Regions from separate parts of the Sus scrofa genome. Here all the other regions are linked to region 2. The links are chromatin contacts, called in public HiChIP or PLAC-seq and promoter capture Hi-C maps. All regions are on one chromosome and are shown on one strand. The core of a region is the stretch at or near the end of the contact, and the rest is flanking DNA. Distances in the headings are between cores, read along the strand shown. Region 1 holds the start of CCDC113 (coiled-coil domain containing 113). Region 2 holds the start of GOT2 (glutamic-oxaloacetic transaminase 2). Region 3 holds the start of GINS3 (GINS complex subunit 3).

Region 1 (2,700 bases), core at 65-2,564, 380 kb after region 2:
TTTATTATAAATGGTGGGAAAGCTTTGTATAGATGGTTTTTAAACAACTAGAGAGACAAACCTAGTTTATTCTGTATGTGCCAAGATTATGACCCTTTTAATTTATATAACATTCATACATATGAGTGTGTATAATACATACATATGTTTGTAAATGTATATATAAGGGAGAGAACAGCTTTGATATTTTCATACATCATTGAGCTAATTCCTATTTGGCTGAATTTTAAGCTTAGTGGGAAACGTTCAATGGAAATATCAAAGCAATTTTCTTTTTCAGCATGTAGTGTTCCCACCTGAGTCTTAATCCTAGCACTAGCACTGACTAGCTGTGTGACCTTAGGAAAGTGACAACTTCTGTGTCTGTTTCCTCACCCACTTCTTAGGGTTCCTGTGCCATTATACAAGACTATATATGCAAAATACTTGGCACATAATAAGCACTCAAAAGATTGTAGCTATTTTAGTAATAATACCTCAGTTCTGACCTAAGCTATTTATTAACATATAGAAATAACATCTATTCTGCTGCCAGGTCAGGATATTCTTCCAAAAAGTTGTACAATTAACCTCAACTGCATCATGGAATCTTGATATCCAATATATTTGTTATAGTAGATACAAAACACACTGCTAAAATTACAGAACATTAGGCTACTCCGTCTTTGCTGTCGACCTCCACGCTTATACTCTGGTTCAGGTGTAAGTTGCCTCATACTAAAAACATCTCAATAGCTTCTTTTCTATCGTCTGCCACATTAATTTAATCATAGAATCTTAGCACTGGAAAGGGGTTTAGAGGTCACGCGGTCCAACCTGCCACCGCACAGTAGAGAAGCGGCTAAGCACGGTGTGGCACCAGGCTGAAGCTCTGGCTTCACCAATTAGGTTCTGGGCTTCGCACCAGTTTCTGTTTTGGCTCCATCAGTGGCTTCTTAGCTCCGTGGCGGTGGAGATATAGGAATAAAGAGCAAAGGTAAACGCCTTCCCCACTTTTTGGGCTGGGGGTGGGGGTCTCAGTTTCCTCAGAGTTCACTTCGGACTTCGATTATCTCGGTGCTGGACCGAGTTTCGACCTCACACTCTGAGGAGGGACCGCCCCCAGAGGCCGGCTGGCTGGTACCTGAGCTCTTCCACCAGCCCGCAGAGCTGGATAATAGGTAGCTCGTTCTCGTCCTGGGCCTGCGCCTCGGAGGCAGAGGTCTCAGAGTCCTCATCCGTCATCACTGCAGAAGCTACCCTTGCCAAAGCCAAGGGTGACCAAGGGCGCCGGGTGCGAGAACCCACGCGTCACTCGGGCTGCGACCAAGCAGTAGGTTGCCAGGGCGACCCGGACGCATGCGTGAGGAGGCGGGGCTTCCTGAGGCCTCGCCCATCGATCCCAGCCCAACTCCTCGCTTCCGGGAACGTGATAGCTGACCTTGGGTGGACACCTAGGCACCTTCACGGTTTACTTTTACTGTCATGATTTTTAAAATGAGCTACGGTTCGCTCAGCGCTTACTGTGCTCTTGGCATCGTGTTAAGCAGAGTTTATGAAAATCCTTGCAACACTTGTTATAGTATCTATTCTTTTCTTTATGTATTCTCCAAATAAGGAAACAGAATCAGAAAGTTCGATTTGTGGGGGTGTCTTCTTTATCTTACCTCTCTGTGAGGCCTCTACTCTGCTTACCACCCCGGGCTTCATACATACTAACTGCAGTTTCTCTGGAATGCCAATAATCTGTATTCCTGGAAGGAAAAAAACTTAGCTGATTATTTAATGGGTATAAATTCAAGAGACATTTGTAAATTGACATTATGTACTATGTTTTGAGAATCCTGGAAGAAGGTGTGGAAGCAGACCATTCTGGCTTTCAAGGAGCTTCTAGTTAAATGAAGAAATAGCCCCCAAACCAGCTGTTGCAATCTGGAGTGATTATGGTAATATCTTTTCATAATGATCAATTCATTTAATCCTCAAAACAATCTTATGAAATTGGTATTATTATCTTCCTCTTACAGATCAGGAAATTGAGGAATAGAGTTAGATGAGTGGCCCACAGCCACCCAGGAATGGAGTTACCCTCCAGCTAAACCTAAATCCAGGCTGTTGACTTCTAAACTGATGTACATCATGGCAAGGATCTGCAAGGCAGCAAGGTATCTGTCTGTCTGCTCCCACCAGGACGGAGGAGGACAGAGAGAAGGATGGGCAGACTTCTTTGAGGGAGGGTGGGCAGACTTCTTTGAGGGAGGGTAGGCCTGGATGTGGTTAGAAAGCAGGCCGTGTTAAACTGCTTAGAATGAGGGTCAGCCACTCCCTGACCCTCCCTGCCTCCCAAGAGACGCCTGTGAGCATCAACACATAGTCACAGAACTCCAAAGGACTTTGGTTTTGAGGCTTAGGATGAACAAGTTTAGAGCCAGAGTTACTAGAGATGAAAGCAGGGAGGCTGAGCCCTACTACCCTTCTCTTCTCTCTGCTGCTAGGGCTCTTGGGATGGGCTCTGGGACCAATGGTTAATATACTCACATAACACGTAATGCAAATGGGAACCAGCCTCAAGAGGGCCCAAAGCAAGAAAGAGCTCTGAAGCAGGTCTGGCTCTGGTGCAAACAGCCCCCATCACTTGGGCAATGTGATACAGCAGACCCTAGGGTACTGGAAGGATCAGTGGTGGGAAAAGATGCAGCATGAAGCTTAAAGCCAGATCTA
Region 2 (2,700 bases), core at 181-2,680:
ACCGGGAAGTATAACTGCTAGGTCCTAGGGATAGTGATTGCTATGGGTTGAAATGCATCCTCCAAAATAAGATATGGTGAAGTTCTAGCCCCCTGTTCCTATGAATGTGACTTATTTGCAAGTGGGGTCTTTGCAGAGGTCAGCAAGTTAAGACGAAGCCATTAAGGTGGTGCCTGACCCAATATTATCAGCATCTGTGTAAGAAGAGAGACACAGGGAGAGAACACCAAATGTAGAGGCAGAGATGAGATGCCTCAAGTGAGACGCCATTCAGCTCCAGTGAGATGTCAACAAGCCAGGGAACAACAAGACTGCTGGCAACTGCCAGAAGCTAGGAGAAACACAAGGGACAGATTCTGTCCCAGAGACTCCAGAAGGAATGAACCCTGCCTTGATTTTGGACTTCTGGTATCTAGAATAAATTTGTGAAAGAATAAGTTTCTGTAGTTTTAAGCCATCAGGTTGTAGTAATCTGTCACTGCGGCGCTGGTAGCAAACTAACACAGTGGTGGAACTGAAGTCATGGCAGGTCGGGGCATAGGCTGAGGTCTGAGAGAGTGCAGAAGAGTCTGAGGCAATAAGTTGGGGCTGGACTGGGAAGCGCCTAAAATGTGACCCCAGAGAGGCATCTACACTGATTCATTCAGGCAACAGGGGACAGGGTTCTACTTGGGTTTTAGAGAAGAGGGTCAGAGAAACCGGCATTGTTTTGAGTGGACCTGTGTAAATCGCTCAACTTCTGAGGTCACAAATTCACTCGCTTTTTCCTTTCAGAATGATTAATTCCCTTCCACACACAACTGCAAGGACTTGGCAAAACAAGTTTGTCATTAATAACCACGGTTTGTTTCGTGCCTAGTAAACCAGGCCTGTTTTTAGACATAAGCGGCTAATCTCACTTAATCCTCACAAGTGCTCCCGAGAGACAAGGCATGTTATCTTCTCCGCAGCAGAGATTAGAAAACATTTAGGAAGAAGGTGAGGTGATTCGCATTTAGGAAAATATCTGGCTAAAGATTTAACATCGGCCACTAGGTGACAGGCTTTATGGCCTTAGGCAAATTACTTCACCTACGTCAGCCTACCTTTTTCCATCTTTCAAACTGGCATAATAGCAGCTATCTCTTCAGTCTGGTCCGTCGTGACTAGATGACTGATGCTCGTCCAGCGCTGCGAACTGCGATTAAACTGCGCAGTCACCGTTCTCCGAGACCACGTGGCCCGGCGGTGCAGACTCCCTGGCGGGCGGACTCCAGGCCGCACCGAGGCCAAGCCGTTCCGCTCCGGCCGCCAGGGTGCGCTGTGACGCGCTTTAGGGCCTGGAGGGCGGCCGCTCTAGCCTCGCCCAGGGAGTTAGCTGTCCTTACCTTCAGCAGGAGCCGGCGCCTCCGTGTCCGCCCGCCTGGCATCTCCGCTCCGTCCTGCAGCTACCCACTGCTCTCTTGCCGCCCACCATGGCCCTGCTGCACTCCGGCCGCGTCCTGTCCGGAGTCGCCTCCGCCTTCCACCCAGGCCTCGCTGCTGCAGCATCTGCCAGAGCCAGGTAAGCAGGGAAGAGAGGAACCAGGGCGACGGGCCTGCCCAGCCGAGCTGCTGGCACCTCAGGACATCTAACCTGCCATCAAAGCACACGCGTGCACCCACACACACAAACTTTCTCTGCTACCGCCTGCTTTGCTGGGGGCTGAGGATTGAGCGTCTGCGCCTCTCAATGACCCGACCAACCGGTCCTACATCCCTCCCGGCCCGTGCCCCTTGGACCGTAGGAGAGCATTCCAACGCGTTCCCCTGGGTTAGGAAGTGTGGCCCTCTACGGCACCCGGACTCCCATTCAAGGTTGGGGGGTCAAGACACGCAGATTAGGCGCTGTCGGGGTAGAAGGCAAGGGGAGAGCACCCGGCCCGTGGCTCCGAGCTGGCCTCGCGCGGATTGGCTGCGGCGCAGGGATAGTCTCGCGCCGATTGGCTGTGATGACCGCTTGTGCCCTTGACCCGCTGCCCTGTCTTGGCCTCCCTCCAGCCCAGAGGAGTTAAAAGGGCGGCGGGTGGCACGGTTGTGTGTCGGGGGAAGGAAGCTGAAGGGAGGAAGGTTCCTGGAGCTCCCGGCTTTCGGGCCTGTCTACACATTCTGCGTCCTGTGACCTTGGCGCGCGGCATCCTCCGGCCAGTGTGGCGGCCTGGCTCACCAGTGATCTCCCCAGCCCGGCCCTTTGGCCTTTGGATGGAAGAGTCAGGGTGTAGTGCCCCCCCACCTTTGTTCTAATTATTTTTATTTTATCCCTTAGGAGATCTGGCGGTAGGGACGTTGCTTTTCTTCCCCCTCCTTCTCGCTCTGCTTTTTCGTTTAGTGAGAGTTTCACAGAGCCATGCACTGGATCAGATAGATAGCTTGTGCTAGATTCAGCGGTCAACACCTGAGGGAAGGACCGGTGTCATTCAAAAAATTACAAATATGTAATTTCAAACTGTGTGATGTGTTGGCGGAGAAAAGGTTACAGAGCATTAAACAAGGTAGTAATCCCTTCCTAGTGGAGAGACCTAAGCCAGGCTATTTAATTGACTCAAAAATCCGATTTGGGACGGTGCCCCTAATTACTACCTAATCAGGAACCGAGTCTTTATACCACCCCAATCAGATATTAACTCCAAAGAGCAAAGCCTTGACCTCTCCTACACGTCTTGGCCTTTCATTGACCATGTC
Region 3 (2,700 bases), core at 124-2,623, 270 kb after region 2:
TACGAATAAAGTACGTAGGGCACATCTCTGTCTACCAGCGCGCAAGAGAATTAAACCCTTCACTATCATATTGAGTTTTCCGTCAATAAAGAATGTCTAAATTCTTTTTTACAAAGAAGATAAACTTTAAAACATTATTTAGAAACACGGAGGTGAATCTTGAAGAAACTCTGAAAAACATAGACTGTGGAGATGGGAAGGGACATAGCAAGGCAAGGCCTGCTATGTTTTGTTATAAATCTTTTGGTACTATTGACTTTTTAAACTTTGCATATGTCCTACTTTGAAAAAAATTAAAACAGACCAAACAAAAACACCCTTCTAAACAAAACTCAGGTTAAATAGGAAATCAAAAATAACCATTACAAGCCAAGTTCCTGGGACAAACTCGTATTTGAAGTCATGCAGTCTTAGGTTCGAATCCAAGCTCACCGCTTATAATGAGTCCCTGGCCAAGTTACCCAACCTTTCTGAGCTTCAATTTCCTCCCATGTAACAACACTTAACAGTAGGGTTGTTGAAAAATTAAAGGCTAATACACGGAAAACTATACTCCCCCTGCCCTATCCATGCTGGCAATAAAACTCAGTAAATGGTAGGTGATACTGTCATCGTTATGCAGGAATGAAATTAGCAACTTGGGGCTCCCCGATATTATTTGCTCCTACAGAAGCAAAAACTTTTGTTTTAAGGCAAAAGTGGTCAGAACCATTGGTCCTCAAGTATTCAGTCGGTGCCAATTCTAAAGCAAGAACACATGCCGGGGAGAGAAGACACTGCTAAATTTGGTTGGTTTCAAAACTGAGTGTGGGAGGGAGCTCAACGACTCAGTGTAAATTTCGTTTCCGTAAGGGTCGCGGAGAGTAGGTGGGGAGAAGGACTCTAGAGCGCGGGGAATCGGCGGACAGAACTCCTTTAGCGCACTTCCGGGCCCCTCCTTAAAACTACAGATCCCAGGAGGCAGCGCGCCCGGTCATGCGGCCCCAGGGCCGTAAGGCCCACTGGGAGTGGTAGTCTTTTGGTTAGGGGATCCGCGCCAAAGGCTTACCTGAGGGATTGTGTTGTCTGTCTCGGCCCCTCCGCTCCGGTCCAGGAAGAAAGTGCCGAGGCGCGGCATGGGGATCTCAGTGCGCACCGGGAGCTTTTCGTGGGACATCAGGATATCGTCCAGGGAAAGAAAGTTCTCCTCAGGCCCCAGCGCACCCGACTCCACCCGGAAATAAGCCTCGGACATGGCGGCGGTCCACTCTCGTTGTTCTGGAGACCTCGGGGAGTCAGGGATGTAGAAGGAGGAGGAGGTGGCGGTGGCTGAGGCTGGTCAGGATTTTGAAGGTTGAGGAGGTCCTTGCGGCCACCTGGTAGGATTCAAACTCTTTTCCCGCGCCCGGGGTTGGGCCAGACAGAAGCAGTCGATCTAGGCGGGTCTTCCCAGGAAGAAGCAATCGACAAAATCTGCGGATTTGGTTTTGCGCAACTCCTTGGTAAGGGCGCAGTAGGTGGATCCGCACTAAGTTTTCTTCCCGCAGTGTAGCCCAGGGTGAGAACTTCAAAGAGAAGCAGGAAATGCCGTTGAAGCTGCAGGAAGCGTCTGCACTAGACTGAGTTATGTGGTCTTTTAAATGTTTACATGAAATTAAAAACACTTTGCAGTACATTTAGGGGCTTAAAAAAGACCATTGCGCCCTTCCTCTCAGGCCTGATCCAGTCTGGCTTAATTATTACAGTTTGTCAGTCTCTGAGAATCTCTGTTAATCTTGAAACATTAAAAACAAAGCAACACTCTAACACTAGCCCCTGACAGTTATTACAGACTTTTCGGAGGAGGTATAGTAGGGTAGATGGGGGGGTGGTGGTGGAGGAGCGCACGTGGCTTGCAGAGGTCCTGAGTCTATGTCAGGACCTCCCAGTTCACCTTACCATCAACGGCTAACTCCATTTGTGGCTTTTATTTTAAATCCTTAAAAGAAGAAATCTAATGGGCAGTTCATCTCTTTTTGAGGCAGGCCACAATGGTCATAGGTGGCAAGACATTCCATAGATTGGGTGCCAGTCATGTGCCATCACTGGTCTGGTGGGAAGGGGATGTGGTACCAGACTTGGGGGCGTTAGTCAGGGCTATGGATGGTGGCAGTGTTGAGAGAGGCACTACAAAACTTACTTCATAAAGAAGGACATTCTGGGCTATAGAGCCATGAGCAGAGGGTTCATGGAAAAGGAATGTGTATTCATCATGTTTTTTATTTTCTGTCCTTTATGAGGCTTTGATATCTTGGGGCCTTGCAGCTTGGGTAGGAACTGTTCCTCCCAGGGTGAGCTAATTCCTAGAGTCGCAAACAACTTGCCTGTGAACATGCCTTCCGTGTACAAACTAACTGATCCAGAGCCCATATCCCAAGCCTTTATCTAACTCCCACATACCAAACCAGTATTTCCCCGCCCTAAATCACCCCAGGGCCAAGAACTGGACAGTTGGAGACCAGCCTTATTCAAACTATCCAATCCTAAATTTGTTTAAACCTGCCTACTCTGCTTCACCCATTTCTTCCCACAGAAACCACAGTAAAGGCTCTGGGAGTGTTTTCAGGGTCCTTCAGTAAAGGGGTGTCCTCCCCTCCCTCCTTCTGCCTCCTGACAGGCCCGTCAGGTACTTCCCTGTGTGACCCTACATGACATGATATGCTCCTTTCTCTTGGGAAGGGT

The links. Promoter capture Hi-C pulls out the DNA fragments that hold promoters and counts their contacts. HiChIP or PLAC-seq counts read pairs in DNA pulled down with a chosen protein or histone mark.
Region 1: an H3K27ac HiChIP or PLAC-seq map of alveolar macrophages shows a contact between it and region 2. The contact joins the promoter of CCDC113 here to the promoter of GOT2 in region 2. A contact is called at or near these places in 1 of 5 promoter capture datasets (fetal skeletal muscle) and 1 of 2 datasets of contacts at active chromatin or transcription factors (alveolar macrophages).
Region 3: a promoter capture Hi-C map of fetal liver shows a contact between it and region 2, with 2.8 times the contacts expected there. The contact joins the promoter of GINS3 here to the promoter of GOT2 in region 2. A contact is called at or near these places in 2 of 5 promoter capture datasets (fetal liver and liver), 1 of 47 Hi-C or Micro-C datasets (skeletal muscle) and 1 of 2 datasets of contacts at active chromatin or transcription factors (alveolar macrophages).

What each region holds. Positions count from the first base shown.
Region 1 is chr6:20,051,295-20,053,994 of Sscrofa11.1, reverse strand. It overlaps CCDC113 (coiled-coil domain containing 113), which reads right to left and starts at 1,314. Exons shown (of 9, transcript NM_001244688.1): 1 at 1,124-1,314. The coding sequence starts at 1,224.
Region 2 is chr6:20,430,579-20,433,278 of Sscrofa11.1, reverse strand. GOT2 (glutamic-oxaloacetic transaminase 2) reads left to right here and starts at 1,430. Exons shown (of 10, transcript NM_213928.1): 1 at 1,430-1,543. The coding sequence starts at 1,455.
Region 3 is chr6:20,161,369-20,164,068 of Sscrofa11.1, reverse strand. It overlaps GINS3 (GINS complex subunit 3), which reads right to left and starts at 1,373. Exons shown (of 3, transcript NM_001244332.1): 1 at 1,049-1,373. The coding sequence starts at 1,234.